Regions from separate parts of the Sus scrofa genome. Here all the other regions are linked to region 1. A link is a contact called in public Hi-C data. All regions are on one chromosome and are shown on one strand. The core of a region is the stretch at or near the end of the contact, and the rest is flanking DNA. Distances in the headings are between cores, read along the strand shown. Region 1 holds the start of TMEM179B (transmembrane protein 179B). Region 2 holds the start of TTC9C (tetratricopeptide repeat protein 9C). Region 3 holds the start of WDR74 (WD repeat domain 74).

Region 1 (2,894 bases), core at 195-2,694:
AACTTCAGCATGCCATGAGTGTGGCAGAAAAAAAGAAAAAGGTAGATCTTTCAGGGGAAATGGCTCTTAAGAGGCAAAAAATAAAAACGAGGCCCTCACCACATTCTTTTCTCCCTTCCAGGCTGTAGAGCGAGTCCTGTACCCTCACCTTTCCACTTACTGGACAAATCTGCAGGCTGTGCTAGATGATTATTCGGTATCTAATGCCCAGGTTAAAGCAGATGGGCACAAAGTCTATGGAGCCATTCTGGTGAGTGCCAGTCCCTTCCAGCCTCTCCCTGCATAAGCTCAGCAGTTCTGCTGGCTTTTTTGTAATACTTGATTACTTGATGGGCCCAGGTTCATCCTAGTCTCTCTGGGTTTTTGTTTTTGTTTTTGTTTTTTTTTTTTTTTTTTTTTGGTTTTTTTTTTAGGGTCGCACCTTTGGCATATGGAAGTTCCCAGGCTAGGGGCTGCAGCTTCCAGCCTATGCCACAGCCACAGCAATGCTGGATCCGAGTGGCATCTGTGACCAAAATCCTTAACCCACCGAGCGAGGCCAAGGATCAAATCGAAATCCTCGTAGTTACTAGTCTGGTTTGTAACGCGCTGAGCCACAACGGTCTCACCTGCTCTTACAGGTGGCAGTGGAGCGACTGCTGAAGATGAAGGCCCAGGCAGCAGAACCCAACAAGGGTGGGCCAGGCACCAGGGGGTGCCGGCGCTCGGACGACCTGCCCTGGGACAGTCTTCTCCTGCAGGAGTCTCCTTCCGGGGGCAGCGCAGAGCCAGGCTTTGGGTCTGGTCTCCCACTGCCGCCTGGAGGCGCGGGGCCGGAGGATCCTTCCCCTTCGGTGACCCTGGCGGACATCTACCGGGAGCTCTATGCCTTCTTCGGTGACAGCTTGGCCACCCGCTTTGGCACGGGTCAGGCCGCGCCCACGGCCCCGCGGCCACCCGGAGACAAGAAGGAGCCGGCGGCAGCCCCGGACTCGGTGCGTAAGATGCCGCAGCTGACGGCCAATGCCATGGTTAGCCCGCAGGGCGACGAGAGCCCCCGGGGTAGCGGCCCCGCATCAGCCTCTGCCCCTGCCGCCGCTGAGAGCAGGCCGCTGCCGCGCGTGCACCGGGCGCGGGGAGCGCCCCGACAGCAGGGCCCGGGGACCGGCCCCGGGACGTCTTCCAGAAGAGCCGTTTCGCCCCGCGTGGCGCTCCTCACTTCCGTTTCATCATCGCTGGGCGGCAGGCCGGGAGGCGATGCCGCGGGCGCCTCTTCCAGACCGCCTTCCCCGCGCCCTATGGGCCCAGCCCGGCCTCCCGCTACGTGCAGAAGCTGCCCATGATCGGCCGCACCAGCCGCCCTGCCCGCCGGTGGGCGCTCTCGGACTACTCCTTGTACCTGCCGCTTTGAGGCGGCGCTCGACCTCCCCTCTGTGAATAAATCCCGCGCCCGGAAGTGACGTCTCCGCGCTCGTGGGTCGCGCCGGATGAGACGGGGTTTGGGCAGTTGGCTCTTTAGGCGGCGCTTCCTGGGGGCGAGGGCGCCATGGCGCTGCTCTGGTTGCAGCGCTTCGAGCTTCTGCTCTTTGCTGCTACTTTCCTGTGCGGAGCCGTGGCGGCCGTGGCGCTGACCCGGACCCAGGTGCGGCTGTGGGACGGGGCCGGCCGTCGGGTCGGGTAAGCGGGGGGCCGGTCGAGCCTAACACGGAGAGACAGCTGCTGTCCGGGCAGCGGCGTTCTGGCGCGCTGCTTCCCGGAGCCAGTGGGCCGGGTGAGGTCGGGCGGCGGCGGCGGCGGCGGCGGCGATGATGTATCGGTGCTAGTCGCGCTCTGTGGCCCAGTCCGCCCAGGTCATGCTTCGGAGGCATTCCTTCGCCCGTGGAACGAGTCCTCAGGCGTGTCTAACAGGATCAGATATAGCCCGGCCTGGTGGCTGCCTCTGCATTACTTCAGCCTAGCTATGAAACAAGGGGGCCCAGGCCCCCTTTTAATGAGACAGTATTGTGCTGAGCTACGCCAAGAAATAAAGCACAGTATAGCAGAGATGATCAAACTGCCAAATGGCTGCAACACCCCTTGTTAAATGACAAAATAGTAGCAGAAGCCAATCAGTAGTTTACGTTGAGTCTTTACCCCAGTCCGGCAATCGTGTTACCAAACACTCGTTTAAACCCTACGAGTAGGCGCTATTACGCCTATTTTGCAGGTTGGAAAACACTGGAGATAGTTGAAGGTTACACAAGTCTGGTTCTACTCCAGGATTTCCGTACGAGGAGAGACTGGAACTTCTGAAGCATTTCTGAAACTCAACTGTATTTTATAGCCACTGCATATTTCCTGATCCTTCTGGCTACTGCAGGTTTGATTTCCCTAGCCGACTCTTTAATCTCCTGGCCCAGAAACTGATAGGGCATAAATAACTTCCTAGGAAGGCCCTGGGCTAGGATATTTCCAACACCTGCCAGAAGCCTGCATTCAGAGGCATTAGCCTAAAAGCTAGGACTCAGCAGCTTCTTTCCACAGGGCTCCTTCAGGGGCAGCTGTCCCCTGTATGGTGTGGCCACCCTGAATGACTCCTCCTTGGCCCTGTCCCGACCCTCGGCCCCATCCCTCTGCTACTTTGTGGCTGGGGCTTCTGGCCTACTGGCCCTCTACTGTCTCCTGCTTCTGCTCTTCTGGGTCTACTGCAGCTGCATCGAGAACTCCCAAAGGTGACTGCCCACTCTGAAGGCGGGGGCTGAGGTGGGAAGAGTCCCACCTCAACCACAAGGCTTATTCTCTCCCTCCTCATAGAGGCCGTACGGGGCTCTGCATTGTATTGGCCATCTCAGCTGTAGCCATCTTCCTGGTTTTAGTGTCTGCCTGTATCCTCCGATTTGGCACCAGTTCCCTCTGCAAATCCATCGTCTCCCTGA
Region 2 (3,309 bases), core at 424-2,923, 48 kb before region 1:
ATCTACTAAGAGGGAAGATTAAAATTTAATCATAAGCATTCAGACAAGGTAAAACTCCTAGCCAAGTAGCATTAATTAATTTATCCTAAAGGCTCTAGATCATGATTTTCTCTTCAGCAGTTAACTATTAAACTTGACACCCTCACACCACAGGCTGCTGAAGCGGGAGCTGCTGCTAAAGCAGGAGTAAGGTTAGATTTCCCGATTTCCTGTGTGGCTCAAACTCTAGTAAAGAGCTTCTAGGATGGAACGAACTTTGACGAACTTAGCTCATTGCTTAATATTTTTAGGACGGAAAAAAATCAATAGTTAGGTAGCCCAAAGGCCGAAGCCTCCAACAGTCGGTCTGGCTGTCCGTGTAATCAACAATTCCTCGGCGCACACTCGGTTTAGAAAAGATAACCAGCGCCGCGGGAGGCTGCTCCACAGGTAGCTCGTAAACAGTTCGCATGCAAAACCTCTTACTTGCATCCACTACCACCAAGCAACCAAGTCAGGCAGGAACCTCCCTCCTGCAGAGAGAGGAGCCCCAAGAGGTAGCCAAGCCCCCCAGAAAGGTGGGCTGAGAGAATGAAAGCCACCTCCCCGGGGGAGTCCCACCAAAAGGCGATGGGAATTGGACCCCGCTGTGCCAGGCTTGGTGCTGGGTCAGGGGCGCACCCGGCAGGTTGGAGCCGGGCTCCGCTGCCAGCTCCTCACCCTGTTCCTCCGCGGCCTTGTCAGCCGGCGCCTCGGATCCCGGCGTCTCGTCCCCGCTCCGCTCCTCCGGTTCCTCTTCCTCCCCCTTGACGGTGCCCTGCTCTTCGCCACCATTTACCCCACCTGACCCGGCCGTGGCCTCCTCCGCTGGTTTCTCGGAAGCATCGGACTCGGCCACGGCCTCTGTGGCTGCGGCCTCCGGGGGCTCCGGCGGCGGCTGCGCGGCCTCGTCCGAGGCCTGGGCAGGGGGTGGCTCTTCGTCCTCGTCCTCAAGCAGCGCCTCCTCGTCCTCCTCCTCCTCCTCTTCGTCCTCCTCCTCGTCCCCGCCCGGGCCGCCGCCCGACGCGGCCACAGGCCGAGGCTCCGCCTTGCAGGCCCCACCGGGCCCGGCCCCGCCACCGCCGGCCTCGTCCTCAAGCATCTCGGCGTCAAGCGCCTCCTGCAGCCGCTGCGCCAGATCCACCTTGAGGCCGCGCGAGTCCAGGCCCCGCCGCTGCAGCTCCGACCGCAGCTCGGTCACTTTCAGCCGCTTCACCTCCATCGCCGCCGCCGCCTCCTCCGCCTCCCGCCGCCTCCTCCCCTGCGAACCGTCGACCGAGCCCGACCGCGCAGGCGCCGCCGCCGCCCGCCTCCGCCTCACGCGCCAGCACTGAGCCCGCGCGGGCGAGCGCACGCACGTACGCACGCAGGCAGCGAGGACCTCGCGCAGCCTCCGCTATGTAGTGTTTGTTTCTTCCGTCTGCTCCCTCCCCTTTACAGCCCTCGGAGCCCAAAACAACGCAGCAGGAAGCTGCTTCCTTTCCAGCCCCCTCGGTTCCCCTCCGGCGGGTGGGCGCGCGCGGAGAACCACAGACTTCCCTTCTCCTTTACCTCCCGCCCCCTCTCACCCCTGAGCCAATCGCCGCCGGTGTCTTCACAGCGCAGCCTCACCGGAGCCGGAGTCGGGAAAGGTTGGCTTTGGCTCAAGTGCTTCGTAGCACTCAGGCGTGTGCCCACCGGTCTCTCCGTACTTTGAGCCCCGGGCTCCGCGCAGTGGGTGGGAGCTCCCTCGCCACATGGCCCTCACACCCTGTCGCCACCCTTACTCGCGTCTGACCCGATCACACTGTCGTCGTAGTGCTTGTTCTTTAGTCTGTGTCCTACTGTCTATATGTGCAGCCACTTCTTGAGACAAAGGAAGAAAAGGCAGAAGGGAAGCAGGGAAGCTCTTGCAACGTGAACTCCTACTAGCAATTATGTTTCTGGTTAGTCAACGCAAGGGCTCTCCAAAACCGAGGAATACAGTAACCTCGGGCCCTCGTCTTATTTCAACTCTTAAACTTCTACCTAGCAACAGACACCCTCGCCTCGCTTTATTGGCCAACTTGAATCGTCATCTGCAATTCTGATTGGTCATCCGTGATCGTTCAGCTTTTTTTTCAATTGGCGAAGCTGACGGGAGATTTCCCCCCACACACACCCTCGGGTTGGTCGGCCAGGGAGGCTGGGGAGGCGGAGTCGTTTATGCAGGATTACTTTTCCGAGGCTGCTCCTGATTGGACGGCATGGCGCAACGCGCGCGACCTTTACACACAAACTATCCGGAGACCAGACCCTGTCCTCTCCGTGCTCCGGGATCGTAAACCGAAGCTCAGGGCGTGGGGGGGCAGGAGAGACTTTGGGCTCGGCCATTTGTAAGGAGCGAGAGGCTGGCCGCGGGACCTGGGGCACTTGCAGCTGAGCGGCGCTGCGGCCGCGTCACCGTTGGCTTGTGGTTACGGTGCACTGACCGCATTCACCTTGGTTCCCCAACTCTTGGCCCAGAGGCCAACAGCTGCTGGTGCAAACAAAGAGCTGGGAGGGAGGCAAGCCCCCTAGACCTCTTTTAGGAGTTGTCCCCGCCCACTCCCTTCCACTTCCAGGTCGGGGGGCGGTTGTTCAAAGGAAAGGAGGAAGTAAATTCCGCCGGCGTTCCCACGCTGGCCACAATTCCTTAGTATGGCTTTCGCTAATTCATGCAATCACTTCGTCCCGGAATCACCTCTTTAGGAAATCAATTTATCTGTGGCTTTACTATTTCCACATCCTCTCCCTGTCCTTCATTTCTAGAGATTGAAAAATACCTGCAGAGAAGAGAGGAAGAGGCTGCAGTAGAATCAAGCAAACCTCATTCCCTGAGAGGCCTCCGGGAGAAGGATAGTTTCCTGCTTCTTCAAGTCGGCTACCAAAATCGGTTATTTCGCGCCTATCCCCACAGCTTCGGAATTGCTTCCCCATTCCGCAAGAGCACGGGGTGACAAAGTTATGGAGAAGCGCCTGCAGGAGGCCCAGCTATACAAGGAGAAGGGGAACCAATGTTACCGGGAAGGGAAATACCGGGATGCTGTGAGTGGATACCATCGAGCTCTGCTTCAGCTGCGGGGTCTGGATCCAAGTATGCCCTCCCCGATTCCTAATCTAGGACCTCAAGGCCCGGCCCTCACACCTGAACAAGAAAACGTACTGCATACTACCCAGACAGACTGCTACAACAACCTGGCTGGTAAGAGCAGGGCGGAAGGGTGGGTAGAGTGTCAAAGCAGCCGCATGAAAATCTGAGAACGTTGGGAAAAACACTGACGTGCCTTTCTG
Region 3 (2,940 bases), core at 95-2,594, 55 kb after region 1:
TCCTCCATAATCCTGCAGGGCTCACAGCTCTGACCACCACACTTCCTACTCAAAAACCATAACTCCCCACCACATACAGAAGTGCAAATCTCTCAGCCTGGCACTTAAAACCCTTTTTTTTTACCTTTAATCCCAACCTACCTTGCCCATCTCATATTAAAATGCTTCTCGGCTTCAATCCCCAAACGCTATTTATTTCTCTTTCCCATGATGTATCCTGTAGCCTGACACCAGTCCTTACCTCTGCTCGGGCAGTAGCCTCTTTCTAGAGTGCCCTTACCCGCTTCTCCATCTGTCAAAGTTCTACCCATCATTCCAGACCCAGTTCAAAGATCTCACCCCACAGCGCCTTCTAGATCTCACTTGTCAGAATTAACATCACCAAAACTACACAGCCTGTTCATAGCCCGTCCATCTTCCGAAGAAAGCTAAGCCTGTAACTTATCACTTTCCTATCCTTTACTGTGGGAGCTTTACCGATTTGGTGGTTGGTAGCCCCCATCTAAAAACACACTCTAGGTGATATAAGACACAAATGAGAACATACTCTAAACTATTAAATGACTTGCTCAGGGTCACCTAAAAAGTCATGGACCCAAAAGAACAACCCTTGAGGATGCAGACTCTAGGAAGGCAGGTACTGTGTCCAGTTTACCTGCAGCCCTTGAATTTCGTCCAATGCCTGTAATCCAGTAGGTATTCAATAAATGCTTATTATAGAAATGAAGGAACGAAGGCAGGACAAATGTCCCTGTCACACAGATCAGGCTCCTGTCACCTAAGACTTGATCCCCATTGATCGACCGTCGTGCGGGAGCTTCAACTATCTGCCTATACCTGAGCATACGGCAAGGGTCTCGGTCTTACCCGTCAACCTGGGCGAGGCCTCGGAAGGTGCCCTCGCCTCCGGGGCAGTGCCTCTGGCCCTGGAACCTGCCCTCCTCGGTGCTGAAGAGCTTCACTGTCCTATCGGCACAGCCGACTAGGATCTGCAGGCAGAGAGAGCAGGGCAGGATGGCAAGAGGAGCGAGGCTGCCACGCCTCAGCATCCCCCCTGCTCCAGCACAGTTAGAGGTCGCTCACCTGGGTCTCGCCGCCCGCGCCCCAGCACAGGGCGCTCACCGCCTCCTCGCGCTGCGGCTGTCCCGCCGCCGTGTAGTTTACCGCTTGTTTGCGCTGAAGGTTCACCCCTGCGGTCCGGGGACGTCAGTTACGCCGGGGTCGCGAACGCATGACCCCCGCGGTTCCAGACGCCCAGGCCCATCACTCACCTTTCAGGATGCCGGTGTCGGTGCCGACCCACACATGATTCCACCGCGCCTCGGCAGCCGCCATAACGGAGATCCGGATCCGGCTCGCACTTCCGGCGCAGCATTTGCGTCACCAGCACGCGGCAGGTCGGATCCGGATAAAGGCCATTTCTGGGAGCGTAGAGAGCAGGAAATGTAAAAATTCCCCCACTGCGCCAGCTGGTTTTGCTTTTAAGAAATGAAATCTAGGAGTTCCCGTCGTGGCTCAGCGGTTAACGAATCCGACTAGGAACCCTGAGGTTGGCGGTTTGATCCCTGGCCTTGCTCAGTGGGGTAAAGATGTGGCGTTGCCGTGAGCTGTCGCAGAGGCGGCTCGGACCCCACCTTGCTGAGGCTGTGGCGTAGGCCAGCGCCTGTAGCTCCGATTGGACCCCTAGCCTGGGAACCTCCATATGCCGCGGGTGCAGCCCTAAAAAGCAAAACAAGAAAGAAAACATATATCAGGAATGATTCAAGTCGCTCATATGAGGCACATCAACCTTGAGTATAAAAAGGACGAATTCTGGGAAAATAAAACCGACTTTTTTTTTTTTTTTTTTCCCCAGATCCCATGTGGGATCTGAGGCAAGCCTGCGACGTACGCCACAGCGCAGGGCAACCCAGATCCTTAATCCACTGAGCGAGGCCAGGGATCGAACCTGCGTCCTCAGGGGTGCTAGTCAGATTCGTTTCTGCTGAACCAGGACGGAGAACTCCAAAAGTGACAATCTTTTTTTTTTTTTTTTTTGTCTTTTCTAGGGCCGCACACGCGGAATATGGAGGTTCCCAGGATAGGGGTCTAAAAGGAGCTGTAGCCGCCGGCCTACACCACAGCCACAGCAACTCGGGATCCGAGCCTCGTCTGCGACCTATACCATAGGTCACGGCAACGCCTGATCGTTAGCCACGACGGGAATTCCCAAAACTAACAATCTTTAAGCAGAACTCTGTTTTGGAAAGTGGAGGTAAGGGCTTAGTTTTTATTTCCTCACATTGAGGTTTGGGGATGGTAAAAAATTAGTACCAACTGAGAGTAAAAATCTGCAAATCTAACAGAAAAAAAAATCTTTCTCCCAAGGGATAAGCTGCAACTTTAAAATGTCATAACGTCCCCCTTTCTTGAATGACTGAGACATTTTCTCTGAAATCAGAGACTCTCAACTATTAGAGGAGTTCCCATCATGGCTCAGTGGTTAACGAATCCGACTAGGAACCATGAGGTTGCGGGTTCGATCCCTGGCCTTGCTCTGTGGGTTAACGATCTGGCATTGCCCTGAGCTGTGGTATAGGTCGCAGAGACGGCTGGGATCCGGCATTGCTTTGGCTGCGGTGTAGGCCGGCGGTTACAGCTCCGATTGGACCCCTAGCCTGGGAACCTCCATATGCCGTGGGTGCGGTCCTAGAAAGACAAAAAAAATAAAGTGCTGTTTAAAATTATATCGGGAGCTTCCTAGTGGCCTGGCGGTTAAGGCTTGTTACCGCTGTGGCGCGGATTCAGTACCTGCCTTGGGAAATTCTTCATGTGTGGTGCGGCCAAAAATTGAAAAAAAAATCTTATTTAAAAAACATAGTCGTTCCCGTCGTGGCTCACGAATACGACTACGAACCAGGAGACTGCTGGTTCGATCCCTGGCCTTGTTCAGTCGGTTAA

The links. A called contact is a pair of places that touch in the nucleus more often than the background predicts.
Region 2: a Hi-C map of liver shows a contact between it and region 1, with 2.3 times the contacts expected there. The contact joins the promoter of TTC9C here to the promoter of TMEM179B in region 1. A contact is called at or near these places in 2 of 5 promoter capture datasets (fetal liver and liver), 11 of 47 Hi-C or Micro-C datasets (alveolar macrophages, embryonic fibroblasts, epiblast stem cells and 5 more) and 2 of 2 datasets of contacts at active chromatin or transcription factors (alveolar macrophages and skeletal muscle).
Region 3: a contact with region 1 is called in a Hi-C map of liver, with 6 times the contacts expected there. The contact joins the promoter of WDR74 here to the promoter of TMEM179B in region 1. A contact is called at or near these places in 2 of 5 promoter capture datasets (both in liver), 12 of 47 Hi-C or Micro-C datasets (alveolar macrophages, epiblast stem cells, fetal heart ventricle and 6 more) and 2 of 2 datasets of contacts at active chromatin or transcription factors (alveolar macrophages and skeletal muscle).

What each region holds. Positions count from the first base shown.
Region 1 is chr2:8,984,656-8,987,549 of Sscrofa11.1, reverse strand. It overlaps TMEM179B (transmembrane protein 179B), which reads left to right and starts at 1,444. Exons shown (of 5, transcript XM_013994201.1): 1 at 1,444-1,621; 2 at 2,503-2,690; 3 at 2,773-2,894. The coding sequence starts at 1,526. TAF6L (TAF6-like RNA polymerase II p300/CBP-associated factor-associated factor 65 kDa subunit 6L) reads left to right here. Exons shown (of 17, transcript XM_021082913.1): 11 at 122-250; 12 at 621-1,146; 13 at 1,149-1,621; 14 at 2,186-2,690; 15 at 2,773-2,894. The coding sequence ends at 1,390.
Region 2 is chr2:9,032,922-9,036,230 of Sscrofa11.1, reverse strand. It overlaps TTC9C (tetratricopeptide repeat protein 9C), which reads left to right and starts at 1,673. Exons shown (of 4, transcript XM_005660786.3): 1 at 1,673-1,943; 2 at 2,788-3,220. The coding sequence starts at 2,983. It overlaps HNRNPUL2 (heterogeneous nuclear ribonucleoprotein U-like protein 2), which reads right to left and starts at 1,562. Exons shown (of 15, transcript XM_005660783.3): 1 at 700-1,562. The coding sequence starts at 1,240.
Region 3 is chr2:8,929,934-8,932,873 of Sscrofa11.1, reverse strand. WDR74 (WD repeat domain 74) reads right to left here and starts at 1,344. Exons shown (of 11, transcript NM_001243395.1): 1 at 1,272-1,344; 2 at 1,084-1,190; 3 at 868-989. The coding sequence starts at 1,335.